Linked DNA regions of Mus musculus: regions 2 and 3 are each linked to region 1. A link is a contact called in public HiChIP or PLAC-seq data. All regions are on one chromosome and are shown on one strand. The core of a region is the stretch at or near the end of the contact, and the rest is flanking DNA. Distances in the headings are between cores, read along the strand shown.

Evidence for each region. HiChIP or PLAC-seq counts read pairs in DNA pulled down with a chosen protein or histone mark.
Region 2: a contact with region 1 is called in an H3K27ac HiChIP or PLAC-seq map of extraembryonic endoderm stem cells, with 4 times the contacts expected there. The contact joins the promoter of Ppp1cc here to the promoter of Acad12 in region 1. A contact is called at or near these places in 2 of 39 promoter capture datasets (the HPC-7 cell line and embryonic stem cells) and 2 of 115 datasets of contacts at active chromatin or transcription factors (extraembryonic endoderm stem cells and pancreatic cancer cells).
Region 3: a contact with region 1 is called in an H3K4me3 HiChIP or PLAC-seq map of bone marrow-derived macrophages, with 5 times the contacts expected there. The contact joins the promoter of 1700112N08Rik here to the promoter of Acad12 in region 1. A contact is called at or near these places in 2 of 115 datasets of contacts at active chromatin or transcription factors (bone marrow-derived macrophages and pancreatic cancer cells).

What each region holds. Positions count from the first base shown.
Region 1 is chr5:121,617,545-121,621,471 of GRCm38.p6, forward strand. Acad12 (acyl-Coenzyme A dehydrogenase family, member 12) reads right to left here and starts at 1,394. Exons shown (of 11, transcript NM_178799.3): 1 at 1,227-1,394. Acad10 (acyl-Coenzyme A dehydrogenase family, member 10) reads right to left here. Exons shown (of 21, transcript NM_028037.4): 21 at 3,485-3,835. The coding sequence ends at 3,665.
Region 2 is chr5:122,156,768-122,160,772 of GRCm38.p6, forward strand. Ppp1cc (protein phosphatase 1 catalytic subunit gamma) reads left to right here and starts at 1,508. Exons shown (of 7, transcript NM_013636.4): 1 at 1,508-1,848. The coding sequence starts at 1,794.
Region 3 is chr5:122,273,497-122,277,234 of GRCm38.p6, forward strand. 1700112N08Rik (a long non-coding RNA gene) reads left to right here and starts at 1,827. Exons shown (of 4, transcript XR_878753.1): 1 at 1,827-2,053; 2 at 3,006-3,129.

The sequences.
Region 1 (3,927 bases), core at 144-2,643:
AGACATATTACATAGGAAATAGTGTGAACACCTCTATATATTGTATGTTCCTGTTAAAGGTACAATTTGTATACATGGCCTCTCCTGGACCTCTTACATTATAGCATGTACACAATATTATCTGCCCTGTCGTGTCATGTTTTTTTCTCCAAATACGCACTAATCTTACCTGGCTTTTCTCTCTCTCTTTCTTTCTCTCTCTCTCTCTCTCTCTCTCTCTCTCTCTCTCGTGTGTGTGTGTGTGTGTACTGGACATTATGTCGATTATGTCATGTGTGTTTGTGTGTTTATACTAGACACTGAACTCAGAGCTATAACCCAAGCATTCTACCACTGAAGTGCATTCCTCAGTGTGTGTGCTCACTATAGCACCTGCACAGAGGACAATCTTGAGTTAGTTCTATCCTGCTATCTTGTGAAGCACAAAGCCTTCAGCAGAAGTCTGTAACCCTGGCACTGGCGAGGTGGAAAAGGCAGGAGGGTCAGAAGTTCAAGGACATCCGATTCCAATACATAGAGAACACAGCTTATTTTTTCTCCAATATATAGGGTTCTCAGTATCTTGGGCTATACCAGACGTTGTCTCAAAACAATTAAACAATGGCCAGAAGGTGGTGGGGCAGGACTGTATAGAACTCCGGAAGCAGAGGCAGGCAGATCTATGAGTTCGAGGACAGCCTGGTCTACAGAGTGAGTTCCAGGACAGTTAGGCGTACTTGGAGAAACTCTGACTGGGAGAAGAAACCAATAAAAACAAACAAAATAAAACCAAACAGAATCAACAACAAAACCAATTTTAACCATGACCTCTAGGCTTTCCAGTGTATCCCTGTCTCTATACATCGTTTCATTTCTCAACCGTGCAGTTATGCATTAAGAGCTCAGGATCGCACGAGTGCCAAAGCTTGTCCTGTCTGGGGCTGTTTTCTTTTCTTTTTTCTTGTTCTTTTTTTTTTTTTTTTTAAGTTTTTTCGAGACAGGGTTTCTCTGTATAGCCCTGGCTGTCCTGGAACTCACTCTGTAGACCAGCTGGCCTCGAACTCAGAAATTCGCCTGCCTCTGCCTCTGCCTCCCAAGTGCTGGGATTAAAGGCGTGCGCCACCACACCCGGCTCTGGGGCTGTTTTCTGTGTCCGCAAAATCATCATCCCACGCAGCCCCGCAGTGCTCGGCTCTCAGTGGATTATCTGTGAAGCCACTGCGCTCCTAGCCAGCCCATCGTCATACCTGCAGAAAGTTACAACCCTGAGGTCGAAGACCCAGGAACCCTCTGATTCACGGTGAACCCTGCGGGAAAACTAGGGAGGACAAATGGAGGAGTCAGATGCAAAACAAACCAGAAGACTCAGCGCGCACTGCGCACGCTCCTCGGACACTGTCCAGACGGTCAGCCAAGGGGGGGGGGGGGGGGCAGAAGCGACTGACGAAAGCGCATGCGCGACTTGGGCCACGCCTCTTCCCGCCGGCGGGTGCGCGTGCGCGACCCCGCGGGTCAGAGACGGCGGCCGACAGACGGAAGCGGAGGTTGTGACTCGGCCACTTGGGGCTGCCGCTGCTGAGGCGGTGGCGGCGCTGCCACCGGTGGGCTCGTCCGGCCACCGGGGCCCACTCCGAGCAGGTGACTGGCCACACCGATCATTCTGTACTTTGAGCTAAAGATCGGAAGATTGGGAGTTTAAAGGCAGCCAGGGGTACAGCTTGATCTCACGCCAGAAAAGACAGGAGGTCACGTCCAAGTGTGGCGGTCGTCCAAGCCTTTATCCCAACTGGATTTTGGATGGAGCTTCAGTCACTCTGAACACTTGATGTCTTCTTGGATGGTTTGCAGTGTCAGCATGTCCTCACTGTGTGCCACAAGAGTGTGGTTTTACTTATTTCTTCTAGACTCAGGTACATGTCCAGTGTCTGCCACAGCTACTGCACAGGCATCGGTGCCGGGAAGCCGCTGTCCACCTGGGCAGCTGCTCTGCCTACGACAGCAGCCATTTCTAGCTCTACTTTTAGTTTCTTTCTGTCTCCTCCTGTCCTCTTCCCTTTCCTCTCCTTTCTTCTGTCTCTTTCTCCCTCTCTCCTTGCTAAGTACAGTTCTACCCCTAAACTCTCAGTCCCTGTCTGTCTGTTGTTTTAATGGAAGCAAGGTCTCAGGTCAGAGATGTAGTTCTGTTGGTGAATTCTTGCCTAGCATAGAAGCGAGGCTAGCCCCAAAAAGGATACCCTGGGTGGAATTCCTAGCACTGCCTGAACCAGACATGGTGCATCCTAGTTTTAGGGAGTTGGAGGCTTGAGGACCCGAAATTCAAGGTCATCCTTGACTATATAGAAAGCTTGAGGCTAGCCTAGTCTACATGAGACCCGTTTCTAAAGCAAACTAGGGGACCAGGGAGGTGCTCAGCAGGTAGAGCATTTCCTGCACTTGCAGTCACTGGTTTGGTTCCCAGCACCCAGGCTGAACAGCTGGGTGTTACTTCACAACCAGGAATCTGAAGGTCTCTTCTGGCTTCTACAAGTATTGTTTCACATGTTGTATAGAATATACTCAAGCACACACATGTGGACAGATACTATAAATCACGACTCTAAGATGGAAAGCAAGCCCTCACCACATAAATCCAGCTGATCTGGCACTCATGCAAGCAAAGCTAGCCTTGAGCTTCTGGCGTCCTTCACGTCTCCCCTGAGTGCCCCCTACACACATGCCCCTCTGCACCTGCCAGCTTCTTCAGGACTAAGGAGAGGCAGGTAGACTGGTGCTTCCTTCTTGCCTCTGCCTACTCCTGCGTTCTCCTTGCTCTTCATGACCGAGCAAAGATGGAATGGGTGCTTGATACACCTTGAACTTCCTCACTTGGTGGCACTTCAGTCACTTACAACTGTATCCCACTTCCTGACACGTTGACCCATCCAACAAAATGTGTTAATGACCAGTGAATATTAGTTCACCTCAATTGTCGTGGAAAGGGTTACCCCAGTGGGCATGCTGTCACATCTGTAATGCTAACACTTGGGAGGTGGAGGCAGGAGATTCAGGAGATGAAGGTCAACTGCTCTGAGGGGCAGCGTTTCATGTGTGTGTCTGGAGAGAAGAGCAGCTCAGCAGTTAAGTGCACTGGCTGCTCTTGCAGAAGACCCAGGGTAGGTTCGAGGACCCACATTGGGCTATTCACAGGCACTTAGAACCCCAGCTCCAGAGGATCTAACACCTTCTTCTGGCCTTGGTAGGCACACACATACTCATGACTATAAGCCTGTTTAGAAAATCTGGCTCAGGCCGGGCATGGTGGCGCATGCCTTTAATTCCAGCACTCGGGAGGCAGAGGCAGGAGGATTTCTGAGTTTGAGGCCAGCCTGGTCTACAAAGTGAGTTCCAGGGCTGCCTGCCAGGGCTACACAGAGAAACCCAGTCTCGAAAAAACCAAAAAAAAAAAAAAAAAAAAAAAAGAAAAAAAAGAAAAAGAAAAGAAAAAATCTAGCTCAGAACAGGATATAGTTGCAAATGTATTTAATTCCAGCACGTGGAAAGCAGAGGCAGGCAGGTCTCTGAAGAGACCCCAGAGAATATCTTCTTGAAAAGACCCTAGGAGGTTCAGGTCACAGTAACTGTCCCAGACTGAGTTGCTGGATAGGATGTGAGGACCACACATAGCAGACCATGCCAAACTCAGCATCTACACTCTGGGCACTGCTGGTTCCTGCATCCTGGACTGATTCTTCAGTTCCATCTTAGCCACTGTCAGCTGGTGTACTTCATCAGGGCCATCAGCGAAGCGCAGGGCTCGGGCCCAGCCAAAGAACTGAGCCAGGGGGTAGTCACTGCTGAGGCCCGCTGCTCCAAAGGCCTGGAGACACAAGAGTGGAAAAACAAGAAAGTCTGAGTTCTAAAAGTGGCAGGCTGCTCAAAACAGCTGGCGACTGCTGTCTTGACTGAGGT
Region 2 (4,005 bases), core at 258-2,757, 540 kb after region 1:
TGCCCTGGAGGGAGTCCAAGATTCCAAAAACTCAGTGAAGACCACATTGACCTCCACAGATTCACAGCAGGGCTTAGCATCGACCCCAGGATGTCAAGAAGCCTGGTGCACCAGCTGCCTTGGGGTGATGAATGACCATTTGTGTAATGGTGTGCAAAACCATAGCTTGGGACAATGAGTTGGTGAGTGGGCAAAGTGGAGCAGAGGGCTGAGGAGAGCTGGGGAGAATCCTGAAACCCCACTGTCGGGGGCTAGCATCAGGAAAAGGGCTCAGATCTAGATGGGTGCATCACACACCATGCTGCGGGGCCACGGGAAGACAGAGCTTGTAGAAAATGAGTCTCTCTATGGGGAGACAACCTTGCAAGGCATTCATGGAAAGGAATCCTCAGATCCATCCCTCTTGCTTTGAGAAACATGAACTGGAGGTGGGGCTGGGGGAGAACATTTTGTAAATTTTCTGGCGTGCTACTGGGAAGAGATAAATGGGTCAGATGGGTGTGCATTTTTCTTCCATAGGCAGCTAGCCTGCGAGGCAGCAGAGTTGGGGACCCCTCAGGTGAAGGGGTGCCCCTGGGGAGTCAAGGAAGCTAGAGGCAAGCAGCAGATGAATGCGCTGAGGCCCAGAGCGCACGCACAGCAACCTCCCAGGAAATGTGCAAATTCCCATTTTATCTGCTCCGGCACGCTCATTCAACCCAGCTCCGGCTAAATACAGGGGAAATCTCTTAAATTATTATATAACTTTCTGAGTTCAAGAAAGATAATTCAAAAGATAGGTAGTAGCAACCCTTACAGAATTCTCCCAACCTCTCTCTAAAATGTAAAAGAGCATTAGCGCACACAAGAAGCTCACACAAATTACTTAATGTGCCACTCACAGTGGATTAACATTTTTTTGGCTTATCTTGGGGGCTTCTTTTTTCCAAATATTGTATCGTAGATGCTTTATTGCAGTATTATGAAATTTTGCCAGTGCTGGGAATTGAACCCAAGGTCTCACACATACTCGACAAGCATTCTCACCACGGAGCCGTATATCTAGCTCTTCTTGTTCACCAATGTGCCAGAGTATTTGAATCCCCAACGTTCCAACCTCCTCCTCTTTATGATTCTCCACAGGCAAGCAACCCCACCCCAGATTGGCTCCGAGGGGTGATTCAGTGTTGAACTCCCACCCCGCCATGTCGGTCAGACTTCTGTCCCCAAGCAGCAGAGCCGGAAGGAGCTGGTGAGCCTCGCAGCGCGCAGCAGACTGACAAAGTCCACCTTCAACTTGCGCGCGCCAACTTCACAACTTCCCTCTCCCGCCACAGGGGGTCTATTTCCCCCGCCCGTTTGGCGGAAGGATCCCGCGCGCGGTGGCGGAGTCGCGCTCAACCGTCTCCGCCCGGGCTCCGCCCCACCCCCGCCCTACGCGCTCAAACCCCGCCCCTTCCCGGCGCCGGCCCCGCCCCCTTCCCGCGCGCTCTATGGGCCCGTAAAGAAGTCCCGGCCGGGCCGCTGCACTCCCGCGCGCGCATCCGTGCGCCGCCCGAGGCTGGCCTGAGGAGTCGGCGGCCATCTTGTTCTTCTCGTGGTTCCCAGTGGCGAGAGGAGGAGGAAGCCCGGAGCGGAGCGGGGCGGCTGGGGGGGGTGGACCCGCCGCGGCTGCTGCTGCCACCGCCGCCGCCGCCACCACCGCTCGTGGGGCTCGTGGCGTGAGGAAGGAGGACGAGTGAGACCCCGGGGCGAGCGGGCGGCGGCGCCGCTGCTGCTGCTGCTGCTGCGGGAGGGTCGGCGGCGGGACGGCGATGGCGGATATCGACAAACTCAACATCGACAGCATCATCCAACGGCTGCTGGAAGGTGAGCGGCGCGCGGGTGGGTGGCGGGGCAGGCCCGGCCGGTGGGGGATCAGGCCCAGTGGAGGGGCCGGTCTTTTCTCGGAAGCCGCTTTGGATCTGGGGCGCGCATACAAGCGCCTCCGGGTTTGGGGACCCCATTATTTTTTATCACTCCCCTGTCCTTGCTTTCACATTTATCATCTGGAGTCCAAGGACTCATCAGAGGGACTTGGCTTGGCAGGACGACGTCCCAGTGCGATGAGAGTCCGTCTCCTGCATTTTCCTACCCCCTCCACCCTCCCCTCAAAGCCATCCATCCTCCAGCGTTCTTTCCCCCTTGAACGTGCATCCGCACACGGACCCAGTCCGGGTGACAGTGTGGCTCTCTCTGATCATCAGATTGTTGTGTCCCTGAGGACAGGGGGACGCTGCCGCGTTCAGCGAGCACCCGCCAGGTAGGTGCTGTGTTGTTATTATCCTGGAAGTGGGTTTCGCAAGAGAAACTCCCAAGACCTCGCTGGACCAAGAATTAACAGTTAAAAGTCAGGTTTCAAACCCCGGGGTAGCTAGGAACCTAGAGAGAACCTGCCGCCTTCCAACTGTTCACCCCGTGGGAACCCAGGATGTCCAGTGGTTGAGGAGAGGTTCAAAAACAAAAACCCAGCTTTCCTTTTGTCCGACTTGGGGGTTTCTGCCGTGTGGTTTCCTACTTTGGAGATTTCAAATTTGACATAGGTCTGGATCCTGCTAATCACAGATCCCACAACATCCGCTGAAGCTAAAGAGGAGAAGATCCAGTAACCTTGATTTGGGCTCTTGACACTAGCTTGCTTTGGCCCAAAATACTTTTGGAGTGGTGGACAGCTGCGCAATTCTGGTGGTAGATGTCTTCAAGTAAATCACTGACAGAAAAGGGAAAAGGTGTCTTTTTAAAATCTGGGCATTTCCCCGGGGGGCGGGGGGGTGTTTTTCAAGACAGGGTTTCTCAGTATGGTCCTGGGGCTGTCCTGGAACTCACTCTGTAGAGCAGGCTGGCCTCAAACTCAGAAATCCGCCTGCCTCTGCCTCCCTAGGGCACGGATTAAAGGCTTGGGCCACCACTGCCCAGAGCATTGCCTCCTCTTTAATGTTTTGTTTACATAGGGTTTCTTGGCTTTGGTTTCATTAAAACATGGTCTCTCCAGTCGTGGTTATCCTGGCACTCTTTGTGTAGACCAGGCTAGCCTCAAACTCACAGATCCTTCTTCCTCTCCCTCCCCAATTAAAGGCATTTTTATTACCATGCCTCCTTTTATTACAGGGTCTCTCTCAGGGGCCAGAGCTGAGTTAACCTTCTGATCCTTCTGCTTCGTCTCACATACTAGATTTTATAGGCCACTCAGCCTGACTTATTTTTTTCCTATGCAGTGTGTGCATACATACAGACCAAAGCACACGTGAGGAGGTTAGAGGGTAGTTGGGCGTCTTTGTGTGGATTCTGGGGATCAATCTCAGGTCAGGCTTGCAAAGCAGATTTTCTACTGACTAAATCATCTCACCAGCTTCCCTTTCTCCCTCTTTTAATTATTTTTTTAAATTTTCTGTATGTATTTTGTTTGTGTGCATGTGCGCGCACATGCATGCACCGTACGCATGTCTTACCCTTATGAATGTCTGAAAAGGGCATTGGGTCCTTGGGTATTGGAGTTGCAGATAGTTGTTAGCTGTCACATATGGGTGCTGGAAATGGAGCCCAGTTTATCTCCAAGAACATCAAGCACTCTTAGCGGCTGAACCATCACTTCACTCCCCCAGCACCCCCTTTTCTTGTTGGTTTTTTTTTTTTTTTTTTTGTCTTTGTTTTTCGAGACAGGGTTTCTCTGTATACTCTGTATACAGAGTTTCTCTGGAACTCACTTTGTAGACCAGGCTGGTCTCGAACTCAGAAATCCGCCTTCCGAGTGTGGGATTAAAGGCGTGCACCACCACGCCCGGCTTCAGCACCCCCTTTTTAAATGAGACAGTTTCATTATGTAGCCCAGGCTGGTCTCTGTCTCAACTATCCAGAGTACTGGGATTAAAAACTTTTTACCACCCCTGTCTTCTCATAGTTTCTTAATAGTTTTTAAGTTCTGAGACTGGGTAGCATTGTGTTAGCAAAGGCTGGCCTGGATTTTCAGAGATCTATCTGCCTCTGTCT
Region 3 (3,738 bases), core at 577-3,076, 660 kb after region 1:
TCATGGCAAAAGTCAAGGAAACACTCACTACTTTCACTAGTCTATTTTGGGAGCAGGGGTTTCAGACAGGATTTTTTCTGTGTAGCTTTAACTGTCTTGGAACTTGCTCCGTAGTCCAGGCTGGTCTTGAACTCAGAAATCTGCCCGCCTCTGCCTCCAGAGTGCCGAGATTAAAGACTTTCGATACCAGCTGCTCATCTGACCCTTTTCATTTCTTAAATCTCAAGTTTTTAATTAATTCGTTTATGTTTAGGCAGAAAGGGCTGGAGTAGTACACGGATAGCATTTGCATAGCTTTCAGGAGGCCATGAGTTCAATCCCCAGCATCATCCAAAAAGGATGGGGGGTGGGGGCTGCGGAGACGGGTAGGGCGGGTGAGATAGCTCAGTAAATAAGACTGGGGCCAAGCCTGATAACCTGAGTTTGACCCCTGGGATCCGCAAAGTAAGAATTAAACTGGCAGAGGTAAATAAATGCAGATCTGCCTTAATAGCAAGAGCAGACCTTTTATTGGTCAGAGAAGGGAGCACCTAGACCCACCCAGGAGACCCACTGTACAACCTGAGGACAGTTTTCATAGTTTAGAGTAGGAAGAGGAGGTGGGAATGAATGGTTTCTTCAATCCAAAAATTTAGGTCCTTAGGTAGTTACCAGTTAAAACCTAGCAGAACAATTTTAGCTATCTCAAACCACCCAGTCCCAGAATCCTAACTCACAGTTAAATTACCTTTAAACCCCAGACCTGGATTGTATTTTTTTTTAAAGATTTATTTTATTAATATATGTAAGTACACTGTAGCTGTCTTCAGACACTCCAGAAGAGGGAGTCAGATCTTGTTGTGGATGGTTGTGAGCCACCATGTGGTTGCTGGGATTTGAACTCTGGACCTTCGGAAGAGCAGTCGGGCGCTCTTACCCACTGAGCCATCCCACCAACCCCCCTGGATTGTATTTTTAAAAAAACAAAAAAACAACAACTGACCTTTACGTGTTATTTTAGGCTCCCAAAGTCGGCCTCTGGAAGCTCTCCAAAAAGAGAAACATCAGTGAACACGAGGGGTTTTGTGGAGTGGCAGTACTGCTAACATTGACGTCCAAATCAGGACACTAGAAATCTAAGCACTAACATTGATGTTCAAATTTCAAAGGAGACCCAGCTTGGTCAGAAACAACCTCTCGGGATCAAACTGATTTTGCCAGACCTGGGCTGGGTTACTACAGGGACCAGGAATCCACAGGTGTCCACGTAACGCACGTGTCTGAAGGTCAGGACAGATCGAGGTCAAAAAGGTGGAAGAGACAGGCTACACACCCAGCATCTTTTCCAAGCCCTCCAATCAGGAGCTTGCTGTATCTGGAGCAGAGACTGAAGCAGGAAGTCAGAAATTTCCTTCAGTGGGGCCCTGAGAGGCACCTGTTCCCACTTCTCTATGCAAATGAGCAGAGAAGCTCCTCCCACACAGCCGCCTTTGTGGTAGGAACTTTGTTCTTGACACTGTTAGGGTAGCCATGGAAGCTGGTCACGTGTTGTGTCTGTCGGGCCGCTTTGTTTTGCAAGTCAAAGCCTGAGGCTTAAGTCCAAGGGGGAACTCAGCAAAATGTGATTGATCCTCTCTTGAGGCCCGCAGGATTTTAGAAGGGGCTTCAATGAATGTCACAGTTGGTTCTAATCAAGTAGCCAAGATGGCAGCCCTCGGAGACCCAAGCCTGCATCCCACCTGCTCTAGGGCGCTGGTTGGGCATTGACTCTTCTTAACTCTCTACACGATCTCAAAATCGCTTTCATCGGTTTGACACTAGTTAGGTCCTTCCTCTTTAAGCCAATGACTGTGACCAAGAGACTAGGATGCTGATTGGCCACAGATGGGTCATGTCTCCACTTTGCGCGTGAGTTGACTTATTTCTGAGTGTGTGTGTGCGCGCACGGGTTCTAGTGCACGTGCACATACATAGGTATGTGTACAGAAGCCAGACGTTAACATCAGGTATCTTCCTCGATTGATCCCTACCTTAATTTTCCGATGGTATCTCACACCGAACCCGGAGCTCACAAGTAAGCACCAGGGGGTCCTCTTGCTTCTACCTCCCCTGCGCTGGGGGATTGCAGGTGCACAAACCACTGGGCTCAACTTTCTTGTCAGTGCTTAGTTCGGATCTCCGAACTAAGGTCTTCATGCTTGCCAAATAAGGTGTCTCTCCAGCTCCAGTGTGTCGCTTCTTGGAACATTGGTCCAAGTACACAAATCTCAGACATAGTGGATTACTTTTTCTCCAAGAGAATCAAATTCTATTCTCAGAGAGCTGAGAGGAGGCGATGGGTTTCAGGAGGGGAAAACATGACCTCCCCACCTTCCACCCACATCCCAGCAAAGCAATGTGAACCAACTACCAAGAATGGATGGCACCTAGTTCCTTCCTAGTCATTAACTTCCTGGAGACCCCTCTCCAGGTCTCCAGTTCAGACCAGCAACACCCAACTACCCATTGGCTTCTTATGAGAAGTTTTTCGGATTTTGTTCCCTTTTTAAATTTAAATTAAAAAAAATTCTTTTCTTTTCAAGACTAGGTTTTCTCTAGCCTTGACCATCCTGGAACTTGCTCTGTAGACTAGGCTGGCCTTGAACTAATGAGATCTACCTGCCAAGTGCTTAGATTGAAGTTGTGTGCCACTACACTCAATTTTTAAAAAAATCATAAAACAAAAAAAGCAATGTCTCACTATGTAACCCTGGCTGTCCTGGAGCTGTGTGGACCAGGCTGGCCTCAGATTCACAGATATCTACCTGCCTCTGACTTTCGAATCTTGGGATTACAAGCATGTACCTCCACAGTGTGGTGGCATAGACTTTCTATTCACCCACTTTCCTCAGGTGGAAAACAGGTTGCTTGTTCTGTGTGACCGCCAAGGTTCTTTTACCAAGTTAGGTTTGTCCCCAGATGCTTGCTTGGTTGTTGGAGATTGGTTCTAATGCTCTGATTCAACCAGGAATCTCTGTTTCCAAAAGCTAAAGGTCCTTGTTTGGAGGGCGTGGACGCAGAGGGGAGAAAGGAGGATTTCCCCGACTGGAGAAGAATGATGGGGCCCAGGGGCTGCAGGTGAGGAAGCCAACCAGCCACGTGAGAATTCAGGTGGGTGACTGGTGGCCACTTCCCTGATTGGGCCTGGGGTAGCAGGGGAAGGTGTAGGAGTGCCAAGCCTTTGAGGTAACCAAGGCATTTCAACAGTAAGCTAATGTGTGTGTGTGTGTGTGTGTGTGTTTGTGTGTGTGTGTGTGTGTGTGTGTGTGTGTGTCTTTCATTAGCAGATCCAAAGATTCCCTGGGCAGGTGGAAGCTCCACAGGCCTGGAGCACAAAGCCTTGTAGCTGGGGAGTGGGTGGGGAGGGGGAAGGGGGGGGATGAGGGCAAGGGGGGGGAGGGGGACTCACTGCTACACTTAGTGTCTGTTAAATAGCAGGCATTCCACTGGACCCTTGGGAGGAAGCGCCACAGGGAAGGGAGGCAATGGCTATAATTCCCTGCTTTGGTGGAACTTCCATTTTGCCCAAACATTAAAGAGAATAATAAGGGCAGCTGGGACCAGACAGTTCTGTTGATTGGTTTATCTTTTTTACTTCATTTGGCACAGAGTACAGAGTTGGTTACAGAGTGAAGTAACACATTTTCAAGAGTGATAGTGGGCACTTGTAGCTACCTTTGGTTACTTTGTGGGTTCTTCTTACTTCTACCCTTTCAACCC